Linked DNA regions of Mus musculus: region 1 is linked to region 2. A link is a contact called in public promoter capture Hi-C data. All regions are on one chromosome and are shown on one strand. Each heading gives the region's core, a stretch centred on a gene start, on an enhancer-like site or on the middle of the called end of the contact. The rest is flanking DNA. Distances are from core to core; before and after follow the strand shown.

Evidence for each region. Capture Hi-C pulls out chosen DNA fragments and counts their contacts.
Region 1: a promoter capture Hi-C map of adipose tissue shows a contact between it and region 2. The contact joins the promoter of Serpinb9 here to the promoter of Serpinb1a in region 2. A contact is called at or near these places in 15 of 39 promoter capture datasets (the 3T3-L1 cell line, 3T3-L1-derived adipocytes, the C10 cell line and 10 more), 1 of 15 datasets of contacts at CTCF or cohesin (CD8 T cells), 2 of 484 Hi-C or Micro-C datasets (the C2C12 cell line and group 2 innate lymphoid cells), 3 of 115 datasets of contacts at active chromatin or transcription factors (effector CD8 T cells, memory CD8 T cells and pancreatic cancer cells) and 4 of 9 other capture datasets (adipose tissue, liver, macrophages and 1 more).

What each region holds. Positions count from the first base shown.
Region 1 is chr13:33,001,845-33,007,657 of GRCm38.p6, forward strand. Serpinb9 (serine (or cysteine) peptidase inhibitor, clade B, member 9) reads left to right here and starts at 2,697. Exons shown (of 7, transcript NM_009256.3): 1 at 2,697-2,851; 2 at 4,689-4,866. The coding sequence starts at 4,699. Gm36181 (a long non-coding RNA gene) reads right to left here and starts at 3,963. Exons shown (of 3, transcript XR_382177.2): 1 at 3,751-3,963; 2 at 1,011-1,107.
Region 2 is chr13:32,847,592-32,853,315 of GRCm38.p6, forward strand. Serpinb1a (serine (or cysteine) peptidase inhibitor, clade B, member 1a) reads right to left here and starts at 3,594. Exons shown (of 7, transcript NM_025429.2): 1 at 3,551-3,594; 2 at 2,648-2,823; 3 at 1,028-1,165. The coding sequence starts at 2,815.

The DNA of each region.
Region 1 (5,813 bases), core at 1,447-3,946, 150 kb after region 2:
TGTGAGTAGGCAGTCTTATAGAAAGGTTTTTAAAGGTTCAGTGAGCACATGAGCTTATGATTGACATCATTACTCATCAGGGAAAACTCAAAACCGTAAATGAGTAACCTTATCACACCGATTGGCTAAAATAAGAAAAGAAAAAACATGCACGGGAAGAAACTGAAACTTATAGCCTGTTGGTGGGGCATATAATACACAGAAGACCTCAAAAGCATTAGGTAGGTAGTTAGTTCTTCAGAGTATGAAATGTAGAGTTGTCATAAGACCCAGAAATTCCTTGGGCTATACCCTAGGTAACGCCAAGAGAGCATATATCTATACACAAATTTATACATAGACATTCATAGTAAAATTAATACCAGATAAAAGATAGAAACAATCTAACGCTGACTGATTGAATACAAACTTAATTTAGATAATATCTTTAACCAGACAAAGAAACAAATGTCTGACAAATATTGTCTTGAGATACTAAGGAAAGAACAAAATAGTTAAGCAGATTCAGGAAAGGAATGAAGTCCTACATTCCCGGGTCTGATTAAGACTCTTGCCAGCCCAGTTAACAGGTTCTGTGACGGTTGCTGACATGCACACAATACTCATTCTCTGCATGGATATTTCAATGAAGAAGAGTAAAACAGCAATCATGCTTACAGCCTAAGCATACAGAGTCATTCTCCTTTTCCAGATGTGAGCATGCAAATTCCTAGGACTCTTAGAAGAAAACCTATTTATAGTCCAAGAGATGCCTTGGCAGCCTTCTAACCCATGCTTTATCGTGCCTGACTATAATTCCTATGCAAGGTACCCATAAAGTCATATTTATTTAGGAAACACAAGGAAGGGAACTTAGGCATAGGGGGTTGCTGTTGTAGCTCTCTGGGATAGAAGCCCCAAGCAGCAAAAATATGGAAAATTTTGACTCCATAAAATTCTCCAAGTGAGAGAAGAATGAGAGTCCATGCCATCAAGCAGGAAGTGCACTGAGAATGATCACAATAACTTACTTAAGGGAGACGAAGTCCATGGAGAAGCGTATTGCTGTGGGACCTGTGCTCTGTAGAGTGGGTGCTGTTTTCAAGGGCAGGTCCATGTAGTAATAGACTACATCCAGAAAACCAAATTGGGGGGTGAGTGAGTAGATAAAAGGCTAGAACATTCTAGCCAAGAATAAAAAAATAAGTTGGTTCATTGTTGAATGAGATGGAGCTGGGGTGAGGAAGGAGAAGCAGAACAGAAAGGAGATACTGCGTAAATGAGGAAAATACCTAATTAAAAAAAAAAAAAGATACAAGGACAAAGAGGAAGATAGCAGTGGGCCAGCTGCTTCAGTGACGTGGGATCAGGGGGAAAGTGACCCCAAGAACAAAAGTTAAGACAGGAGGTGGTCAGACTGGCTGTTGATCAAAGGAGAGAAAATACGGTAACCTAAAGGGACAGGAGGTTGGATCTCCTCCTGCTGGTGGAGGACAGAGGGTGAGGAAGCAGATGTTGCAGGTAAGGAAGCCAAACCTTGCCTCAAGCAAGATGATCAAGAAAGCCAGGAGCTAAAGGTCCTGCAGCTGCTGTCACTTCCTGCTGGGTCAGGGGTTAGAGGAGAGTGGTGTGAGGAGATTCTTGTGGAAAATGGAGCTGAGAGGATGAGCACCTTGGAGAAGCCAAAAAGCAACACAGCAAGCTTCAGGGAAGAAGAGATTGGAGAAAAGCCATGAGCCACAAGGAGAACACGTGGGAAAGAAAGCTTTCTAGATTGAGTATACCACAGGGTTTAAAATTGAATGGACTCTCAAGGTTAGCAAAATGGGTGACTCATCCTATAGACAGGGTGAGCCTCTCCTGTGTCTGAGAAGTCTTCCTAATGTTCTTTCCTGTTTCCCACCAAGGCTTCCTATGTTGAAGTTCTACTTATGCGTTTGGCCTCGTATAGTTTCATTCTTTGTCATTTTAAAAGCTTGTCCTTAAATAACTGAACAAAGAAATACTGAATCTCTATTAACTACAAAGGAGAATGAGGTTTTCTCAGCAACTTTGTAAGATGTAGCATCTGAGAGCCACCAAAGCCACACATGAGGCTACTGCTGAGTCACTGCAGCCATGCTCGTCTTGAGAGCCCTGCATGCTTAGGTGTGTCTCATTCTCTCTTTTCCTACTTTTCTTCCCTTTCTGTATTACTTTTTAAAAATATATTTGTGTTTGCTTCTCAATAAATCCAACTCCATCTCATACGATCTCTTTCAGAAATTTCTTTCTCTGGCAAAGTCAAGAATGGTGGTTTCACTTGAGTTGAGTTTTTTTTTTTTTTTTTTTTTTTTAAACATATTCCAATGCCCACAGCTCACATCGTGTGGCAAGCCTGTCGCCTGTGCCCCGGTCACTGCCACCTTGAACACTTAAGGCTGAGCCTCAGAAACATCTGTTTAGCAAAAGACCACACACATGATTGCATACTCTGTTTAAACAAAGTGCTCATGACTGGTTAAAAAAGCCAGAAAATGGGTTAGTGTTTGCCAGGAGAGGAGGCTGGGTGTGTGGAAATGGATTTAGACACGGGGCACCCTTCACATCTACCACTTGCCACCCCGCAGGCCCAGAGTTTTATTAAAATCCCTGACATTCTCCCTTGGTGCACAGCGAAAACTCCTGCTACTTTCACTTTCTCTAAGGACCCAGTTTTTTCCCAACCCCCACTCATCCTCTTCCTGCTGTGGTCGCCAGAGCCAGAAGCAGCCTGTCTCCCCGCCCCTGAGCAGGAGCACAAAACCAGAAGTCCCTGCCTTGTACAGGCAGCTCTGAAAGCCTACTGGGAGCATCAAGGCTGCAAACGCTGGATTGAGAAGCCGCAACTGTGGTAGGTGCGGGCATCTGGCTCGGGGTGGCGCTGTGGGACCCGCAGAGGTCATGTTTACAAGGCATAGGCTGAGTCCAGGAGGGAAAACAAGACTGCTTAGTTAGGGAAAGAGACAGCTGGGAGGTAATGTCTGATGAGCTTTTTAAATGGTGACTCCTTTAGGATCTCCAGCTGGCCAATGGCAGAGATGCAGATCTTAGGGCTGGTTTCTAAGCTGTGTTGGCTCCTCCTGAGCCAGGCCTGGGGACTGCAGGATATTGGCGGCCTCTCCACTGGTATCTTTTTATGCTTTCTATCAGTCCTTACCACCTAGGCAATTTGAAAGCCTCTGTCTTCTCCCTGTGGATCTTGCAAAGTAATCCCTCTCTTACTTCCGGACCCTTTAAACATCTGGGGTCTCTGGTACAAATTTGAGCACTGCTCATTCTCATTTATAAAATAATTCACTCCATGCTGACAGTGATCATATCTTTGATAACTTTATCTGAGAAATCAAATACCCCTTTATTTGAGTATGCTTACTATTAGAGTGCCAGACATCCCCCTTACCTTCAGAGAGCTCCAGAATATGGAGTAGAAAGGACAGCAATCAGTAAGAGAAAGGTGACACTTAAGAGAAAGGTGACACTTAAGAGCAGACCTGGGGTGGGGAAGCTGCACTAGGGAAGGAGAGCAGAGGCCCTGAGGCTGTCCTGTTCCAATGAAGTTGGGAAAGGGGAGTAGTTTGAACTCAGTGACAGGGATGGGGTAGGGAATGTTCTAGGTGAAATAAACTGCACTTCAAGGACTCAGAAGCAACTTTAAAGTGACATAAGGGCAGGAATGCAGGAGAAGGGGGCAAGCTGGGTTAGATGAGAGGACTAGCCAGAGAGTAAGTCTTTGAAATAAAGCAGCCCCACCTTTCCTCCAGAGCCCTGGAAGTCATAAGGGGAGGAGCCAGAGGATCCGAGTACACTCTCAGGTTGCTGTGTCCCTCTGTCTGAGGAATGGGAAGAAGTGTGGTTTGAGTGTTCTGATGCTCCCTAGGCTATGTGATCTGCATGTTAACTCAGTAGGAAGCACTCTGAACATATGTGAGGGTTCAAAGGTGAACCCTGGAACAGTGAGAGCACAGCCATGGGATGCACAGGGACTCAGAACTGGGTTAAAGTGTCAGGAGCAGTCACTTAGTCTGGGCCAAGCTGTCCATCCATCTGGAAGATGAGTCATAATCAGTAGAAAAGCAGCCAGGGTGCCTGCAGCTGATGCAAGGTCCTCTGAGCAGCTACTGCAGGGGAATGCTCCCCAATACACAACACAGTAATAATGCTAGCTTGTCTTTGGGTCTCATTTAGCATCTCAGTGTCTTTTCTGTAGCATCTCGAAAGTGGGGAGGATACTGTCTAATTCTTCATGGGTAACACAGGAGTCTTCACAGGCAGCGTCCAGGATACAGAGTTGCTGAGTCAGGCAAGAGGACCCAATGTTCCTGGTTGTTTTCTTCTTCGTTTCCTCTTCTTCCTTCTTCAAACTCTATTGTCTTCAGAAGAGAGGCGTTGGTCTGTATGGGAGAAGGCTGAATACCACCTCTCTCTGCTGTGTTTTGTGTTTGTGCTCCTGATGATCTTGCGTTCTCCCTGTGCAGATGAGAAGAAGCTAGTTTGGTTTGCTGCAATGACCACACTTAGCTAATAACCTTAAAATTGGAAGGACTGTAATCTAGAATGAATTTTTGAAATCTAATTTAAGGTACCTATGACCTTTGAAATGACAACCAGAAACAGAGTCCCAGATTTCCCTGCCTGAGAACAATGAACCTTCAGCTCTACGTTGATTTTTATATCTCCTTTCCCTCCAGACTCTGCATCATGAATACTCTGTCTGAAGGAAATGGCACCTTTGCCATCCATCTTTTGAAGATGCTATGTCAAAGCAACCCTTCCAAAAATGTATGTTATTCTCCTGCGAGCATCTCCTCTGCTCTAGCTATGGTTCTCTTGGGTGCAAAGGGACAGACGGCAGTCCAGATATCTCAGGTATGTTCTCTGTCATAGTCACACCCGAGTCACATGCATAAGAACTGCTGAGAAGGGACAGAAGGAATGTGCACACACTGTTTCATGGGGCAGGGGCTAAAGAGGAAGGACAGAGTCTCCTCCAATAAGACTTCTTTAAGGGCAATGAGATTTCCTGAGTCATAACTTGGGGTGACTCTCAGTACATTGTCTAGAATCTAATTAACAGTGGTGCATGAATAATTTTATACTATACTTGGTGTTACAGGCCTTTAATTACAGCTACTAAGGAGACTGAGATATGAAGATACCAAGTCTGAGACTACCCTGGGCAAATTAGTTCTAGAAAAATTAAGACGTTAAAAAAAAAAGATGGAGGGAAGGTCTTAGGGTTATAACTTAGGTACAGTCTCAAGTACTGCAATTTGAGAAAATAAAAAGATGTTTAAATTATTTGAAAGAGAGTTTGCTGGGATCTATTTTATTTTTTAGAGCAACAGTCTTTGTAATTAATTGTTTGCAAGGAAAGATAATTCCTTCTCTTTATTTTGTCTAATATGCCTTGCTTCAGCTAAAATACTGAAGGGGGCAAATGTGTGGAGCTAGTCCATGTCCTAACTGGACATTGGGTTCATTACTTTTTGACAAGCATCCTGAGAGCATTCCAAATTAGGAATGGGTTCCTGACCTCACAGCGTTCCTGAACAGGCAGGAGCCATTTGTCTGAGAAAAAAAGCAAGCAAGCAAACAAACAAACAAAAACAGAAACAAATTGTCAGCATTCAGCTTCACAGTGGGAAGTCATCACTGTTGCTCTGTGGTCTGCCAGGACTTTCTTTCTCATGAAGATCCTTTCGGGTGTAAGTGCTCGGTCTCGTCATCTCCAAACATAGTCCACGAGGCCATGCATGTGTAGAGAGGCTTCTCCCTAATTGGTCCTCATGGTCTTTTCTAGGTTCAGGTTCACT
Region 2 (5,724 bases), core at 2,344-4,843:
ACAAAGTCCTAAAAATTGAAAATGTTTTATTAAAACCTAAGCTTTGGACTTTTTTGTTATGTTGAAAACCACACAACAGTAAATGTACTGTCCTAAACATTTCCATTTTCCTTCCTTCTTCCCTTCTTTCCCTTCTCCCTTTTTCCCTCCCTCCCTCCCTCCCTCCCTCCCTCCCTCCCTCCCTCCCTCCCTCCCTTCCTTCCTTCCTTCCTTCCCTCTCATCCTTCCTTCCTTAAACCCTCCACCCACATCTCTTGAGATAGGATGTCTCTTTGTACCAGCCCTGGATGTCCTGGAAATCAATTTGTAGACCAGGCTTGCCTTGAACTCACAGAGCTCTTCCTACCTCTGGCTCCCATGTGCTGTGTCTGAGTCATCTTTGAAGCTTACAATGCTGTAGTGGCAAGTATATCCCTTTATATAACATTTCTGGTGTTAATACAAAGGCTACTCATCCTTTTTGAATTTTACACTAATGTTTTCATAATTGAGTAAATGTTGATTATACTTCAAGTGGCTTTTCAGACTCATTTTTCCTTTGTATGTGTATGTGTGTGTATGCAAGTGGGGTTTATGTATGTACAAATGTGTATATGGGTGTGCATACCTGTGCAATCATGGAGGCCAGAGAAAATGACAGGTGTCATACTTTTATTCCCTTAAAACAAGGTCTCCCACTGAACCTGCCTAGGCTCGTGGTCCACAAACCCAAGGGGTCCTCATAGCTCTTTTTCCCACAGGGCTGGGGTCACAGGAGACTATAGAGCCATGCCAGGCATTTTTCTGGGTTCTGGGATCCAAACTTAGCTTCTCATACTTGCACAGGAAGCGCTCTTCTCCACAGAGGCATCCCTTCAGTCCTTGCTTTCTCAAGTCATCCAGGATGGATCCTTTCCTTAGAAAGACTATGAGATGAAAGTCCCACATGCATTCTTTGCTGTTTTTATGAATACCTGCAACATGTCTGTGCCTGGAAAGGTCTGTGTTACTTCAGGAAGTTTCAGAATGTGAAGTGCTAGGTACTTACAGGAAGGAAGTTGTAGGTTTTCTCTCCATACAGTCTGTTAGCAAGTTTCAGAGTGTGAGATGCTCCACGTTTGCTCACTTCAGCATTCAGGCTTTGGAAGCGTGAATGGATGTCCTCAACAGAGTCAAAATGAAAAGTCTAAAGGAAAGACATCATTCTTCATACAATCATCTATGAAGTGATTCCCTGTTGTCTACATCCACCAAATTACTTTTATTTGATACCCAGTAACTCCAGCCCAATATTTTATTAACATATCATTGGCAAAGGAAATAAAATGGAACCAAAAATGTATGGCTCTGTGAGACATCATTAAACATAGCTTCTGAATAATTTTCAAATGTTCCCCGAATGTGAATGGTTAACAAGTTAAATATTTATGTCAAAATTTTTTCCATAAAGATTCAAATGGTATATTCAAGTTTATATACTGTGCCATATACAAGTTTGTTAAAAAATTTTTTTTAAATCTCAGAAATAACTAAACAGTGTCAATAAGACACATTCCTGTTGTGAGACCCAAAACGTGGGAGTGACTGAGACCTTCTTTCTCAATGCTTATCTTATTACGGTCCACAACTCATTCTCTAGAGAAATAACTTCCTTAAGTTTATTCTGGTGAGAGTTTACTTCCTCTTCTGCTAGTTGTAAATCAACAGGCCTTTTATGGTTGTGTGAGGTCTGGCCTCATTACTTGCTTCTAGGACACAAAGGACAAAAGCACACAGGGTCCAGAGTCCATGCTACTCTCTGAGCTCCGCTTACTAGATTGCTACATGGACACACCTACGAGACTGAAATGGGGAGGGAAAGGCCTTGAGACAGTATACTGTTTCCTGATGCTGTCAGCTGTAAAAAGCCTTAATGCTGAAGCAGACATAACCTGCGAGAAGCACCTAGCAGCAGGTGCAGTTAGGAAACACTTTACCCACTCCTGTCATGATTTCCAAAGGTGGCAGAATTCCCCTCTCAGAATTAAGGAACACCAAGAGCAGAAGTGCCCTTCATACCCATTAAGGAAGACTAGGCAGCTGTGGGGAGAGATGCAAAGGTGACCTGCTGTCTCCCAGGGGTGGACTGAGAGGAGGTAGGACCTGTCCAACAGGCCACAGGGACTTTACAATCCCTCCTCCTGCAGAGCCACAGCCAGTGAAATCAGGCTGGAGAGAGGCACAGGGCTAACCCTGGGAACATAGACAGGTGGCTGTCTTTACCTTTTGTCCCCATAAAAAAACCACCACCACCAAGCTCTCTTCCTGTAGCATGTTCTTATATTTGTCATGCCTGAAGGTGACCCTATTACTGGCATGATTTATGAGTAGTGGTTATCAGTGCAAAAGGAAAACAGGAAACAGCTAGCTCTGGGGAGGTGCAGGGCTAGCTTACCTGAAAGCCTGTGATTCACTCTTGTGAATGGGAGAACCAAACCCACAGGTAGTGTCATTGTCTTTCTTCACTTTGTGTCCCCAACTGAACAGAGACTCTGCCCTAATCTCACTTAAAGTTGGTAGTGAATGAAGAACTGACTGTTTTGGGGGTGTGGCTCTCTGAAAGTCTGACTGTACCATCTAACAAGCATGGAGATGGCAGGGAGAGCTGGCCAGTTTGGCTTTTGCTAACCTTAGAAAGCTGAGCTGCAGTGCTGCCTTTGGCCCCCAGAATGACCATGGCCAAGGCAGAAGAAATGCTGAAGGGAGAGAAGAAGATGTTTCCTGTGGGGCTGCTTTCATTCAGGGTTTGGAACAGCTCCAAGGCGAAGAGGGTGTTGGCTGAACTCAGCTGCTCCATGGTGAAGTCTGCAAAAGAGGGGAGATCAGCACTGCCAGCTACAACACCAGCAACACTACCTACCTCAGCTCTGACATCCACCCCTAGGACCCTACAGTTTGGAATTCCTACCTCATCCTGTTTTTCCTAAGAGGGCAAGCATACTACTTCAGTTCTCCATGCCTGAGATCAAGGCTGAAGTCTCAGCTGGAGTGAAATATGCGAATTTGAGAATGCCACTCAAATAAGTAAGATGTGGGTGACAGGGAAGAGGAACACTCCTCTGTGTCCCTTTTGCAAACAAGCTGATTCCTGCAGTGGGTAAGCAAGCCCTGCTTGAGGCTCATCTGCTAATCCAGCTGGGTCCCAAACTCAGAGCTCCAGTTTGTCCAAGTACAGGCTAATCACAAATGTGTGTCCCTGGCTGTTTAGCTACCCGGGCCACATGGAGTTCTCATTGTTGAGGATCTAGGATCTCACCAGCTTCCTTCCCTCCCAGCCTCCCTGCAGCCAGGATTGACCGTATGAAGCTCAGGGCACTGTCTCCCAGATCAAGGTTCAAAAAGAAAGCCGAGGGAAAGAAAAACTAGGATCACCTTCCTCCCTCGGGCCCGCGGCCTGGAGTAGGGTGCAGTTGGGGATCCACAGAGCATTTTCTGGTTACATCTTGGGTGAGGGTGAGGTACCAGGAACGTGCTGGTTCCTGGAAGAGGTGCCAGCTTCCTCCCTCCTTGCTATGACCCCTGAGAATCTTACCTCTTGCTTAGCAGGTCTGGCTCCACTTACAGCTAGGATGAAGTGCTCAGAGCCAGCTGTTGCCTTTATAGCATGCAGAAGGGGCGTGTCTTCCTGGCAAGCCCAAGCTGGGTGGAGGCGCCTTTTCTTGGCTGAGTGTTTAAAACCCGACCTTGGAGGGCTGTCAAAATAAAAGCAGAAGATTGTGGCCACTCTCAAGGGGACTTTACTTTCCTCAGTTGCAGGCCTTTTTATTATTATTATTATTATTATTATTATTATTATTATTATTATTATTTCTTTAAGCAGAGATCTGGTAAGTTATTTCTTCCTCAGCTGCAAATGGCCAAGAGAATAAATAAATGTCCTTTCTTCCAGGTCAAAAGATACCTTCTTGAATTCCACTGAAACGCTGTAAAATCAAAAGGAATCCTTTCTGTGCGGTATGTAGGTAGGGATGGAGAAATATCTTTGGGGTCCTTTGGATAAGGTCCCAGATTGCCAGTTACAAGCAATAGGTGATCCTTGTCTTCTCTGCCTTTCAGGTGCCAAGGCTAGCTCAGGGACCACACCAGGCTGGAGAAGCCCTCAACCCACAATTCCCCACTATTAGACTAAAAGTTTGGACAAATCCCCTCACTATGCAACTTAAATTAGAATTGACTAGCCCAGGCCATTGTTAACTTGATGGGCTCAGCTTTATTCTCCTTGAAGTGTTTGGAACTGTAAATTCACAGAACTTTTAGTGCTTCTTGTCTTTCTTCAGAGGACAAAGGAAGAATCCTACTGTAGGTGAGGGTCACAACACATGGATTAGTGTTTGTTAGACTCGGGAACTAAAAGAGGAGAAAGGAAGATGGGGAGGTGGGTCAGCACGTCTCTTGAGCACTCCCGTGTTGGATATAATGCCTATTGTGAGGTATCAGAAGATAGAAACTTCGTGTGTGGTGTTTGGGAGGTGAGGACTTTGAGAAGTGATTAAGATTACACAGGGTTCTCAGGGTGGGGACGCCTGACTGAATTCCAGAATATCATCTTCATGACCACTAGGTGGCGAGCACGCCCCAGCTCTTAAGGACTATGACTCCAAGCTTTAATAAGAGAAGGAGAGATGAGAAGATCAGAAGAGATAGATCTGCGCTCCTTTTTTCCCCCCTATGATACCTTGATGCCTTACACTTTCTGGGACCTTGTCTAGATGAAGGCTAGTTCAGATGCTGAGTCTTGAACATGGAGAATTCATAATTATCAAGCCACAAATGTTTTACTATAACAACATAAATGGACATAGTCCTTTTCACATACAAAATATATTCATCCATGTAGCTCAACGTTATTCTAGTATTACCAGAATCAGAAATGAAATTCAAAATATCCCCAGTGAGCCCGTGGAGTCAAATAAGTTAGTTTCTTCTGAAATAAAATGGGACCAGCTTAGAACAGAATTTCCTTTTTAAAAAAATCAGTGACAAGGAAAAAGTGGTAGGTCCTACAGACTTTCAAAGTCCAGCATTACAAGCACTGGGACAACTTGAGGCTTGAATACCACCATTACACCTCCCTGTTTCTACAGTCAGACAGGGCAGGGTCATGGATGTCCAAGGCTCTGGTGGACTTCAACCCCATAACCACCAGATGTCGATGACGCAGCAGCCCTCATGGGCTGAGTCCAGTGCTTGTGGCTTTCCCAGGCTGCTGAAGTCTGTAATAATGCTCTGCTGATCAGGAATCTTGGAAAAGAACCCCTCTTTAATTCCTCGAAACATCTTCCTGGTGGGAACTTCGCAGTGTTACAACCCCAGGCTCCAAGAAGCAGCACTCTCTGGTGACTCCATGGCTGCCTAGGACTTACCTCATAAAGCCATCCCTTTAAATCCAGGAGAATGTGCCACACTGCACCACCTCACAACCAGCTGGCCCGAGACATCATGACACAACATCAAGGACTTTCAGAGGGACAGCAGAACCAAAGAGTGCCATATTACAACGTGGGGGCAGTTGTGGTATCCTGAGTCCTGTAGTGCACTGGGTCCCTCCCTTGAAACTCTTGTGTCTGAGGCCTTCTGGTGTGTGACAGGCATGGCAATTGGGATAATCTCTTGATGACTTTGGCTCACTCTGGCTTGCAGTAATGAATAGCCTCTGGCTTCTTGCCACATTAATCTCTTTATCAAAGCTTACTTTTGTCACAGCCT